Linked DNA regions of Anas platyrhynchos: region 2 is linked to region 1. The links are chromatin contacts, called in public Hi-C maps. All regions are on one chromosome and are shown on one strand. The core of a region is the stretch at or near the end of the contact, and the rest is flanking DNA. Distances in the headings are between cores, read along the strand shown.

Region 1 (7,249 bases), core at 2,831-5,330:
CTGCTCCTGGCCTTCAGTGAAAAAACAAAGGGTTCCTTACAGCAAACTGCTTCTTCTCCAGAAGGACCCCAAACATTCCAGATCCAAATGTAATAATGTACAGGGACTGGCTGAAGAAAGTCTTGAATCATCTCTGTGATTTTTGATTTTGCCAACCCACACTCACAATTAAAGTAAAAACATGGTTTCCGTAGCTTGAGGCTCATCTAGATTAATTTCATCTTCTTGGAGGGGAAGTCTCCAAAATTTCAGCAAGGAGACTTTTTCTTAAAACTGATCTGCAAAACTTGTGTTGTTTTTGGTTTTTGTTTGTTTGTTTGTCTGTTTTTCTGCTTTCTCTGGTCAGATTTTAGTTTTGATATGTAAACCTTTGCATTACAGCTAAGAACTACCCTAAAGCTAACACACCAGATAAGTGCTCTGTAATGGGTTGAAGAGAGTGGTGTGTCATCTGTGTGCCCATTTATCAGGAGGACCAAACCCGTGGGGAGATCACTCACATTTTTTACTTCAAAGGCTCCATATCAGACCGTATTTGGCACACATCTCAAAGCCCTGTGCCTAACCTGGATCTCTGGCTAAATGTCATCATAGAAGACAAGGAAGCTGATTAGATATAAAAATATCTGTGTCTTTGGAATGCCTGCCAGTGAAGCAAAAGTGGATTTAATCTCTTCCAGATACATGGTTTTCCACAGAGCAGAACAATGAGATGTCCCTTGCTTTTTCTCTCAGAGAACACGGAATACCAGAGATGATGCAGATCCCTTCAACCGCAGCTGGCATTGTTGCTCTAAATACCATTTCCTATTTGAAGGGCCAACTGCAGTCTTATTAAGGTAGCAAACACTTTATCTTTCCCTTCAGATATCAGGCCAGTAGCAAAAGCACTCTAAGGTGACCCAAAATGGGTTCCTCCTATTTCTTTCTGTCTGCAGCTGAGGACTATGAGACAAAGAAGCAGACCATGAAGAAACGGCCGTGAAGAAATGGCCACAGAAGAAAAAGTGATGTTCTACCAGTATTAGGCTACAGGCATTTTGTTTAATATCCTTGCACTGATAGGTACTCTTCTGTCTGGAAGTCTCAATGTTGCTTTAAGCACAAGACCGGCTCAGTCTTAGAGTGAAAGCTCTTTTCACTGGAATCTTTTGACAAACTCAATGTATTTTTAAGCTCTATCTTTTTAGAAGATATTTGCTGAAAATACAGATACAGTTTTGCTCATGTAACGCTAAACAATCTGGAAGCTTCCAGACGCACTGCATGTGGTGTGAGATTTTCTTTAACAAGTTGGAACTTTGAAGGGAGCTTTATCTCACCAGGCAGGAACAGCATGAGCTGTACCCTGTAGCATCTCACAGCTGATACGAGTCTGAGGAAGGGTGAGAACATTACTTCCGAAGGACACAGACACATACCACCCAGAGACAGAGCCTGGCTACCCACACAGAGCAGCCTCAAGGAGGTCCACATCTGCAGGACTGCACTCTGTGCTCTCTTGCTGTCTGTGGGACTTTTTTGGGTAATAGGACCACCATGTACCTGAGCAGCTCAAATGAAAACATTAATTTGCTAACCGCATTTCAGGAAAGGAACTGAAAACAAAGACTTTCAAGGAAAATGAGGTGTGTAATACAATTAAAATTAATGGGAGCTAGGAAATGCAATTGCTTTGAGAAACAGAGTGGGTGTTTTTTATGGTCACTGAGTGACTCTGATGGGACAGAAGGCTGAGCCTAGGTCTTCTCAGCTGTGGCTGTCTCTGCTCACCCACTGACCCCTGATAACTTTGCCGTAGAGAGATTTATGAACCCTGTCCTCCACATAATCTGCATCAGAGTTCTCATTCCTACATAATGCCCTACCTTATACCTAACATCCATGCTACCTGGATGATGAAAATCTGCCTGAGAAATCTGGCAGTGTCCTAGAGTTGCCCTTGCTCTTTTAAACAACGGTCCCTATATTCACAGGTAAGCAGTATTTTTAATTGATCATTAATGACACATCACAGGTAGCTGAAGTTCATGAGATGAGTGATGACCAAAGGCTCATCTGAACCATCCTGAACTTTGCGGAACTGGAGATCAGATACTGTGTCAGGAATCATTAATAATCGATTGAAACCAACTCTCCCATTTAACAGGAGGAATTCAGGAGCTTAGAGCCATCTTTGTGATAGAATCTGATCCTAATTCATATCACTGTGTACCTGAGCTCTTCCTAGGTTAGCCATAATCCCAGAACAATGTCCCTGGTAATTTTTATGGTATCATCAACTGTAATCAAGGAAATGATCTCAAATGCATATGCAAAATAGGGTCTAGAATCACAGCCTGTACAGCATCAAAATGGCAAGTAGGCAGAACACAGAAATCCCCTTTTACAGATGATTATTATTATTATTGAATACAGTTGTCTTCCACCTCAGACAGAACTCTAACAGTTCATCTTCCTCTCGGAAAGGGGATGGAGTCTCAGGTTGGTGTGTGGGAAGGGGGAGGAGGAAGCACAGGTGCAGTCTGCATGATGCCTGGGCCACTGAGGAGCTGTGAGATGGGTCTGTCAAAATCTCATCCAAACCTAAAGCCATTAAGTTTCAACAAGTTGGTGATTTCCTTGTTTTGTTGCTGTTTCTTCAGCCAGCTGCCATGGTGATGGATCCAGTCCGGAGGGGGTACTAACACAATACTGCTGCTGTATTCTGGAGAGCACTGCATGCTCCAGCGTGGCAGTCTCCCTCTGCTGCTACTGCCAGCTGCTGCAAGGGTTTGACAGGAGCTCCTGGGTGCACATATGAACAAGTTAAAAGAGAGGTTAGCCCATGGTCATCAAAGCCAAGTGCCTCCTCAGGACTTGCTCTGATTCAGAAACCCAGACAGTGGCAACAGTAGATAAGGATAGGTCTGGGCTTGGCCCACTGGAGCTGATGAAGAATTATTTGCTGACACAGTAACCATGTGAGCATCCTTCTGGCTAGATGGTAAACCACAGGGAGTCTGGAATCAGTTGCCCAGGTTCAGGTTTGAGGTATGTAGTGTGTATTATGATCTACTGAAGATGGGGCCTGAATCTTGGAGAGGCTGCAGAAGTTCCCATGGAAGGGTTGCTGCAGCTGTAAGCACACTGAGGACACTGAAGTGTATGGATGAGGCCAACTTTTATGGGAATAACTCTGCCACTTAGGTTAGCACTCACAGAGAGACACTTGCACACGTGGTTACTGTGCAGGCAAACCCCTAGATGAATCTGGTACCATTTACCAATGGAGCCAGGAAGAAGAAGGCATGCCTTATGCTGGCTGAAATGCACTTAGCCTTTCCTCTCAGTCTGGCTGAGAAGACGAGGGCAAAGTTATCAAGAATCAAAGTGCAGAAAACTGCATGGATATTCTTCCTGTTTACAACCTAGTCAGCGTCAAAGTTTGGCCGCCCAAAAGGCTGGAGCCGACGGCTGGGTAACCCTACGAGCTGGCACTTCTATTTACTCGCCTTTGCTAAGCCACAGATTCACCTTCACTCTTGCACTCTGACTATATCCAGACAGCAAAGGAGAAAGCCAGAGGCTGAGCTCGTGCACGTCAGGTGCCGTTTTCGGGAGTGACCACACCGTGTCCCCACAGAGCTGCACTTCCATCCCTCCATCCACCCGCAGAAAGGCTTCCAAGTGGTAGCTCATCTGCATGCCCATAAATACACCCCCCTCCAGCGCTGCTGTAACCCCTACTTATATGGTTAGAGCTGGCAGGAAAATAGTCCTGACCTTCAATTGCTACCAGTCCACTCAGTCCAGGCCCGGTGAGGCGAGTACATAAAAAAAAAAAAAAAAAAAAAAACAACATGTAAAGGTCAAAATTCAAGGTCTGCTGCTCATTACTAAGAAATAGCACCAGAAACCCTCCTCATTTGCATAAAACACTTCGTGCTGAGATCTGAAACGTCCTGAAAACAAAGGTAAGCACCACTAGCCCCATTTCACAGATGGAAAAGTGACCCGATTGCCAAGACCACACAGCAGGCACGCAGCAGACCTGAACCAGATTAGGCTCGTGGCTGTCTCTTATCGCCGCACTGGACCACACTCCCAAGCCTGTGCAATAAGGAGACAGTGGGGTTTTGTTTTCCCAAACTCTGGAACGCCAGAGGTTACTATCGTGTATCTGAAAGGGCAGAGCAATGTGGGCCGTGACACCTTACCTCCTTCCCTTGCCCTTTCAAACACAGCATGTCTCTTCAAAAGTTGGGCAATTCAAGGAGGACATGGGATCCTCTCATCTGCAGCCAGGCCTGCCACCCACCTGGTTGGTATTCAAGGGTGGGAGCACTAGGGTCAGATGAGGCCCATATCATCTTGCTAAAATGGGGAAAGGGGTGGGGAGAAAAGGGGGAATAAGTACATGTAGGACCATGGTTTCACAGTGAAGACCATCAACAGCCACCAGGCACACAGAGATCCCTGGCCAGACTGTTCACTGGGATAAAGGCAAATTTGAGAGCAGTGACGCACAGAGAAAAAGTTTGAAGGACACCTTCAAACCAAGAGCAAGAGCAACAACTTTCCATAGGGCAAGATACTTCTTCCTTGATTATAAAGACTTTCAGGAAGCCCACAGACAGGAAAGCCCTTAGATGAGAGGAAGATAACTGTTAATCCACCAGCAGATTGCAGCAGATTTGAAGGAAAGCTCACAGCTCTCAGAGTGGCATGTCAGCACATCGCTGTGACAGTAGGCCTCATCTCACTACAGGTACACCCCCAGTCAGCAATAGTTACTCTGTGGCTCAGATCATCATTTCTGGGCAGAAAGATGTAGGGCCAGACCACCAGCCCCATCTCAGCAAGGCGCTCGTGCCATGCCTCCACCTACTGAGGTCACATCACTAGCTCTTCCATCAGTCCATTTCGCATCAAGGATTCTTCAGCTAACCAGTCATCTGATCATTAGCCATTTTTTTTTGCTCCAGAAAAAGAAGGTAACCAGTGAGTCTGGTTTTCAGCAGTGTAATTGTACGTTGATGGCTCATGGTGGAGGAGCCCAATGGAAAGCCATGGGACACAGCCCCACATCTACAAAAGTGGAAAACCAGAGGATAAGCTCCTAGGATCAGATCCACACAACACAATGGAGAGAGTGAACACAAAGGTTCACTCTCTCCATTGCCACATAGGCCTTCAGCTTAGAGGCACAGCAAAACACAGAATCCTTCCCTGCACATGCCGTCCTAATGGAAAAGACTGTCTTACTTGGGAAAATTGCAGTTGCCCCACCTACCCCATCTCATGTGAGCAAGTTGCTTCAGTTTTGCCCCTAATGGCATAACCTGTTCACTGTCCATCCAGGCCTAAATTGCAGAGAAATCCTGCATCCTGCCTTCCCCAGCTGATCACAAGGCCACTGGAAGCTTCACACAGGCTATGGAGTGCATGAGGGAGAGCAAGTGGCTCTGAAGTGAAGTGGCATAGAGCAGCAGAGTCTACACAGTGACTACACAGGGCTGGAGGACTGATACCATAGGAAACGTCTGCATTGCTGTTCAGCAGCACACTGAAAGTCCTTCCTGGAAGACAGCAAAGAGTGGACCATAGCTACCATGTCCAGTGGGATTTCTTCTTTCAGGCCATCTCACTCCTGGATGGATCAGCATATTTCTGTTTTGGCCAGGTTACTCCATCAGCGTGCTCCTTGAGGCGCCATGTCTATGGCTTCAGGAACTGAAGCCAGGCAAAGCAGCTGGAGGCTCAACCCTATGTTCTTAATATCAAGGCTGAGCCCTTAAGCCAGAAGCAATCAGGCCATCAGGGTCAGGGAACATCTTGAAATGGAGACAGAAGGGCTCCATGCTCCGTGAGGGCCCTGGGGCTCTGTTTCAGCTCCATTGTTTTATAACCCTCTCGATTTTTGTAATTTTTAGAGAAGGATGCATCTTGTACTTTCTTTTACAGGTTCTGATACTACTGACTGTTTAACATGTGAAAGGGCAAATAGCTCTTAACCCGAAGTCACTGCCATTAGCAGAGGGTTTCTAGGCTTAACTTTTATTTTGGTTAAGAAAAAAGGCCAGGAGAGCATGTGGCTTGTGATTACACTCCCAGCCTTTCTGCCAGTATCGTGACCCATCTCTTATGGGTACAATGAAGATGAATGATCTCAGGGATTGCAAATTGCCCCAGTGATCACTGTGGAGTTTTTTTCTCCATTTGGTGCCTAATTTGAGCTGTCTTGATCCCTTCCCTTCTGATTAAGCAAGACATATGTGGTGTGAGGGAAGGGGAAAGGAGGGGGGGAAAGAAAGGAAGTGGGGAGATCTCTGTGCCAAGCCTGTCACTGCTATATGTCCTCTCCTTACCTTCTCCCTCCCCATACCGAGGCTGGGTTACAACAGCTGGAGTCGCTCACCACTCTGAGCTGGTCCCCAGTGTGCAGGGAGGTGCAGTGGGAAGAGGGCTGACCAGCCTTCACATTTCCCCTGGCCATGCGCTGTCTCCACAGAGCCAGCGGTCCCAAGAGCCCTGTATAATGCGAGCTGGCTTTCAGGAATGATGTCTTGCCAGGAGCTTCTCTGTGTGAGGCCAATGCAGTTTGCTGGTCCATGACCACAGGAAAAAGCTTTACACTTGACAACCAGAAAGCATTTTTACAACACACACCCTTCTCTGGACTTGTTGACCTGTAGAAGGGCCTTTACCTCTGTCCCTTGCTGTCTTACCCCATGGGCAATGTGTCGTTGCCATGTCCCATCCCTGCCTCTGGTTGAGCAGGACTGCTGCTCAACCTGGAGCAGGCTGGTGAAGAGGTTTTTACCTCAGGGTGCAAGCTTTCACACATAGGAGAGGGACTTAGGTAGAAGATGAACAAGCAGGCAGAGGGGTGGCCCCAAAGCCAGCAGAGCGGGTTGTCAGCAGGTTCATGGTTCAAGAAGCTCATGGGTGGCACCCTGTGGGGCCAGCTCTTGGGAACCAGCACATGGGTGGGGACACTGCTTGGCATGTACCACAGCTCATAACCACAGCTCACCAACTTCACTCTATCCACCCTCATGGGACCACAAGCCAGGCCTGCACACAGGCAGCAAAACCCAGCAAGGACAGCCAGATGTGCGCACTGTGGCCTCTCCAAGGCACTCATTCTTCATGACCTGGGGTTATGAAGAAGCTTGGAGGGCAGTACAGCACTTTTCTCTATGGGAGCCTCTTCCCCCAGATCATGGCCAAGGTCAAGGCAGGCCTTTGTCAAGATCATGGCCAT
Region 2 (6,422 bases), core at 2,145-4,644, 86 kb after region 1:
ACACTGGCTCTGTCTGTCCGTCTATCCTGCCTGCTGCAGGCTGGGGAGGGGAGCTGGGCACAGCTCAGGCCTCCTGGACTCACTGGGAGGAGGGGACAAGAGGAGGGTGCTGCTGGCTTCTGTCACCAAGGCCAGTGGCTTTCACCCCTGGTAGCATAAAACTTGTCCAGTGTTACTTTTCCCCATCCAAAAACTACATCACTTTGTGAATCTTGGCCACTTCCCCCAGGAGGCAGGGAGAGGACTTGTATTGCCAAGCCAGCGTTCATCTGCTGAGACCCAGGCTGTTCGTCCTTTGCCTCCTACCCTCTGCATCACTGGCAATGAACCTCCTCATCTCGGCAACTCTCCAAGCAAAGCTGCAGCCAGCACCAGCCTTGGTCTATGCACAACTCGTGTGCAATCGGAGGCTGAGATCTGGAGGAGGTCAGCACGCTCAAGCAGCCCATGTAAATATAAGTGCTCATCAATCCTCATATAAAGCAACAGGGATTAAGCTGAAGTTGCTGCTTTATCTCTAATCCTCACCGTCTCCCATGCTGAGGCTGACTGTCGTAGCCAACTGCAGTCTGTACATACTTTGTGAAAACAGACCTCCACTGCTTGCTGAGCTCTACCGATCCAGTCTGTCTCTCTTCCTTTTCAGCCTCCCACCACCCCCCACCATGTACTAATACCCCGTCATAATAATCCAGAAAACTTCCTCCGTCTTGCTCTTTGGCATGCTTTCTGGAGCACTAAGGGCCCACAGAACAGCCTTGCTGTCTCAGTTTCTGTGCCTCGCGCTACAGCATTCCCAAGCAGCTACCTAGAAAGTTCTGCTCAGCTTCCGAGGTCTTGGTCTGAAGCATGCCTGAGTGCCGACTTTTCTAAATCTATCTACTGACTACATGCGACTGTCAAATTTCAAGAGCGGCTAAGCGGGCCAAATAAAGGCAATTTATCTTGGAAAGAAGAGCAAAAGGCATGCCCCTGACACTATGGCATCCCATTGCGAAATTGCAAGCATGGAAACACCAAAGGAACTCAGCAAAAACTCTGGAAGGTTTTTACTTTTTTTTTTTTTTTTTTTTAATACAATGTGGACAAAACAACAATTTTCTCTATCTTAATTCCTGGAAATGACTGAGCTAATCTAGGCAAATCTTTCCCAAATACATCAATCTGAAATGGATACTTGACCCAGGAAATACCTACTAAAATGGTTCAAGACTGGCAAAGTAAAAATAAAAATTTAAAAAAAAATTAAAAAGTCAAAAAAATGGGTACGTCTAAACTTTGCTAGGAGAGACCTACCTGTACTATACATATGTATATATACAAAGTATAAACACAAGAGAAAATAATCCATTTTTCAGTAGCAGGCATCATGCTGCTCTGGCACCATTTAGGTTCTTTAGTTTGTCTGGCATCCAAACTGCCTCCTGGGGTAGCCAGAAAGGTTGGAGCACATCCAGGTTTCACCCCCATTGGCTGTCAGGATGCTCACGAAGATGTGTACTCTGAGGTAAGGCGTGCTGCCAATGCCCACAACTTAGAAGTAGCTGGAGTGCCCCAAAAGCTAGGAGGATGGACTGTCTTGAAAAACAGAGAGGGTTAACACTCTGTTGGATTTCTTTAAAGTCAGGCAGAAAAGTAACACTTTTCTCCAGGACAGTAACAGTTTCTGGAGCAAAGATAACACATTGCCTTATACCCCAAATTTCCCAGGCACTGTAATTAACAATAGGCCTCTGACGAGCTATCTAAGCTGTATCCAGCTGTATCCCAAATGTGAAACACTTGCACAAGTGAAAATTCAATTAGAGACTCTTTTACTCCCATCCAGAATCAACATGATGCCCCACAAATCAGGACCTGGAGCCATGGCAGGTATGTGCCTGTGGAGTCCCCACTACACTCTTCTTTCCCATTTCCCTTAAAAAATCCTAAAGAAGACAGGTTTATAACTGGTATGACTGGTGTGAGTGTTTAAGATAGAGATTTTGAGTGGTGGAGAGATCCTCCCTGCTGTCCTCCTCCCACAGATTTCACACTTGTCCTTTCTTCATGAGGTGTTGCCCTGGGCATACGGAGGGTGGCCCAGAACTCGGAGGTGAAAGTTTTGCTGCACTCCCAGAGATGCCTCCTTCTCGCACCCAGCTGAGGTTGTATAGAGCCAGAAGAAAAGGAAAGACTGAGCTTTTCAGCATACTGGCAGATTGCATACCTAACTGCATGCAGCTTAAGCAGCAAGTCACCCCTTGGAGATAACGGGCAGGCTGGCAGCAGGAGGCAGTGGAGTAATCCACGTGTGCACGTGTTTCAAACTGCATTCGAGTCCTCAAGCAATTGGTTATTAACATAGTTTTCAGCAGAGCTGGACTGGGGATTGCTCTCTTTAGCAGCCCTGTAGTGACAGCAGATCAGTATTTCCAAGGAAAGTGGGCATTCGGCTTTGATACTTGTTAAATGCCACAACAGCTAGTGGAAATAAGAAAGCAAAATCCCCAGTCAGGGAAAAAGGGAGCTTGAACTGGAGTTACCCCCTCAAACTCATATCTCCACTGACAGAAGGGCTTGTGTGCTTTCCAAAGACTCCCATGCATTCGCTCTCAAATCTTCCTCACCTCGTGTGTACTTGTGCACTACACAAATTGATAGATCTGTTTTTCTCCTATTTATTTGGTTTAGCATCCCATTTCTAAAGAGCAGCTTCACCGTGCATAATGCAGCAGCTGCCAATAAGTCACTAGTATAGCCAGCCTTGTTTTCCACAGGGAAGTGTGTGTAGTCAGAAAGAAACGAAGCATCTAAAAATAATGCCCTTAACACTCTACATGCAGCTGGTTTTCTCCAATTTTCCACTGGCCCGCTGCTGTATGCTGATGACAGTGTAAGAGGAGATCAGAGAGCCAGCTCAGTACTTTTCCATGGAAGGACGAAATCTCTAAGAATAACAATTTATCAGAGAAGCTGTGTCTGTTTGACCTGGCTCATTTTCAGAGATTAGAAACCAAATAGCTCACAATGTATTGTGTTGACTTTGGGGGGGTTTCTTATCTAAGAACTGATTTTCATGTTTCATCAGTTCTCAGGGGGGGGGGAAAGAATGCACATCTGTCTTCCAAAGTGGATCAGTGAGAGGATAACAACAAATAATGATAACTTACCCATGTGGAGTGCCTTTCATCTTAAAGGATCCCAGAAATGGCTACGGTTTGTTGTCCAGTCCTGAACTGCTGAAGTCACTGCTGATTTCAGTGAGAGCAGAAGCACTAAGACAGGGCAGTATCTCTGCAGCCCTGCAGGTAGCTGGCCAGCCTGCGTAAAGCTCCATGTATATCACCACTGGGGAATTAAGTGTTTCAGAGCTGACAAGCTATATGCACACTCCTGGTTCCCTGGGGACGAAAGAGACCTTATGCAGAAGTAACCCCCAGCCCTGGTCTTCCACACTGCCAGGGGAGCAGGCTGGTTGAAGAGAGTTGTAGACGACCCTGTTGTGGTGGAGGAGACAGTCATGAAAAGAGTCTCAAAAAACAGATCATTGCAGAAACTGATGGGCTCAGTATCATGATCTCACCTATAGAAAGAGTCACTGCATCTCTGGCTACACCTGTACTAGCAAACAACATAGTGGCAAGGCTCACGCATTGACCCTGAGGTCAACTGGCACAGACTGGCCACATCTGTGCTATTAAACACTCTTAGCCTACAAATCAGGGTGGACGCATTCACGTTGTCTGTTGGGGATGGTCCTTGCACTGAGGAAGTTAACCCCCTGTGCTGCAAATATTTAGGTGAGCAGTGGCTGCCCCCCTGCCACCACCACCCTAGGAACTATTAAATTATTACCTTAAGAATTGAAGATTAGGTTCAATCAAGTTGCCGTGCCTGGGCCCAGGCCCCTTATTTCAGTAGCCCTAATTTTACTAATATAGAGATAACTAGTGGCTTCAACAAAGCAGTGTCTCTTTTGTTTCTGGAGTGGCCTATTGCCAAAGATTTGGCCACGCATAAAGTCAGGGATGAGTTGGAAAAGGCTAAAACTCCTTCCAGGTTTTACTGGGCAAAGACCTGCTCCCATGAAAAGCCAACAAAATGGAAATGAAGCAGCCAAGGATGCTTGTGGAGTACACTGTTGACATGAAAAAGCAAAATCTTTGACCCTCAAGCAAGACCCTCAGCACATACGGGACAATTAAGTGATCGGATGCAGCCAACTAGGGTTTATGAAGGGCAAGCCCTGCCTGACCAACCTGACCTTCTTCTACAACAAGATGACCCACTTGGTAGATGAAAAAAAGGCTGTGGAAGTTGTTTACTTGAATTTTAGTGAAATATATGACACTGTTCCCCGTAGTATTTTGGAGAAACTGGCTGTTCATGGCTTAGGACAGATAGGACTGGTAGGACACAAAGAAATGTCATCAAATTGCGCCAGGGCAGGTTTAGATTGGATATCGGGAAGGATTTCTTTCCAGAGAGGGTGATCAAGCATTGGAGCAGGCTGCCCAGGGAGGTATTTAAGGGACGTCTGGATCTGGTACTAAGGGCCATGGTTTAGTGACGGGACTCAGTAGGTCAGGTTGATGGTTGGACCTTGAAGGTGTTTTGCAAGCTAGATGATTCCATGATTCTAAGTCAGATTCCACTGTTGGTTACCTGTGTGCAGTCAAAAGCATTTCCCTCCACTGCCTCCTTCACACCATACAAAAACATTTGTATTAATCTAATGAGGTATACATTCCAGCTCTTTCCCAACTTAAGCCTTCATTACTTTGATGACTCAGAAATACCAGGTGCAACTTCAAAGGAACGATTTCAGTAGGTTGTTAAGATATGATCTCCATATTAGCTCTCAAGGATACACACATTAAAAATATAACGGCAAACGATGAAAGTATCAACACATCGTTTGAGTGCGTGGAAAAACTCCTCAAATTCTCAACAGAGAACTGGAATAAAACCACCTGATGTTACTGCTGAAGAATAACAACATCAGGATTCCCTGGGAGGAGGCTTGCTGAAGTCCCCAGCCAGCCTAAGGGGCAGGGGAAAGGTCTTTCCCATCTAAGTGGACATCTGTCAAACAAAATGGGATACATTTTCAAGGACTGTGCCAAATTTAGACGTTGTGTACTCCTGCTTGGCTGTCATGACCACTCTGGAGGTCACACAAAAAGAAATATTTCTCACAGCACAAACCAAAGTGAAGCGAATTGCGTAGCAACCTACTCTTTCAAGTATAGTACAAGCTTCTCCATTCCTTCCAGGAAAATCCTGTCTACGTGCTATGATGCCACATCCCATCTCGAGTGCTAAATTTGTCCAACACACAACATCTGGGATATTCACATGCACATGAAGAGCCCTGTCCTGCAACACAGTGGGAGGAGCCATGTGGAACCACACTTGCTCCGAATGTTTGCCAGGCAAAATAGCACTGGACGCTATATATAAAAATGTGCAATTTAGAGGCCCTAATCTGCTCCTTCTTAAGGCGATGGCAAACTTTCCACTGTCTACTGCAACATTTGATCCTTCAGGACACCCCCAGAAGAAGCAGCAGCGAGGCTCTGTCATTGTGTTGGCAGCTGAAGCTCACGCCATGGTGGCAATGCAGCAGGTGGCCAACACTCATGCACACAGCTGCAAACACCTAGAGAGGGAAACCCCAGTGAGAATTGCAAATATATTTATTCTTTGCTAAATACTTATGGCTCATATCATGAAGTCTGCAAAGGATTTTACTGCTGCCCATGAGGGATATGGTTATTTCCTCATCTAGCGGTCTTTTTCCAGATGTTTCTGTGACACTTTTCTATACACTTTCTTTCCAATAATCTTGTTTTAGAATCAAATCCCCAAAGAACTCAAAAAAACATCATACTATGCTTGAGCACAAGTCTTAGACCACAGCATAGCCAAGATACACTCAGGCACAAATCAAGGCCGTATGGCAGAGCAGGTAAAGATTGCTCAAGTCAGTCTCAAGAATATATCTTCCTTTACAAATGTCTTTCAGACAGCAGTTTCACATATTTTCTGTTAGCCTCTGCTCATCCATAAAAATAGAGCATGCTGCAGAGGTCATTCTCATAGCATGGTATGAACCCTGATTGTCCCCATGCATTCAGAAACTAGAAGTACCTAAAGGGTAAAGCTTCATTAAGGTGCCCTCATACCCCTACCACATTGTTGGTGTTTTGCCACTTGTTTTGGCCTCCACAGGGTCTGCTCCCTATATCCCAGCCCAAAGTCCAGTGAAACTAATGGAAAATTTCTGAAGCTGATGTCTGCTCCAGAAGGGAGGCAAAGTGATCTAAACTGGATTAAGAGTGGGCAGGCTGGAGAGCTATGTACTTTGAAACAAGTGGTTCTTAGCACATTTGGGCTTGACCATTACTTTGTTCCGTTTTAAAATTAGATCAGCCAAA

Evidence for each region. A called contact is a pair of places that touch in the nucleus more often than the background predicts.
Region 2: a Hi-C map of skeletal muscle shows a contact between it and region 1, with 6 times the contacts expected there. The contact joins the promoter of KCNE2 here to the enhancer-like site in region 1. A contact is called at or near these places in 3 of 8 Hi-C or Micro-C datasets (F5 follicle, skeletal muscle and small yellow follicle).

What each region holds. Positions count from the first base shown.
Region 1 is chr1:111,281,827-111,289,075 of IASCAAS_PekinDuck_T2T, reverse strand. The region is part of intron 2 of KCNE2 (potassium voltage-gated channel subfamily E regulatory subunit 2); the gene reads right to left. Among named protein-coding and RNA genes, the nearest start is that of SMIM11, 21 kb to the left of the region's middle. Within about 2 kb of position 4,080, at least 5 of the 8 cell types and tissues checked have an H3K27ac peak or open chromatin away from gene starts, as enhancers often do. A contact at or near this core is called in F5 follicle and small yellow follicle, where this site is marked.
Region 2 is chr1:111,196,238-111,202,659 of IASCAAS_PekinDuck_T2T, reverse strand. It overlaps KCNE2 (potassium voltage-gated channel subfamily E regulatory subunit 2), which reads right to left and starts at 3,394. Exons shown (of 3, transcript XM_021268384.4): 1 at 3,153-3,394.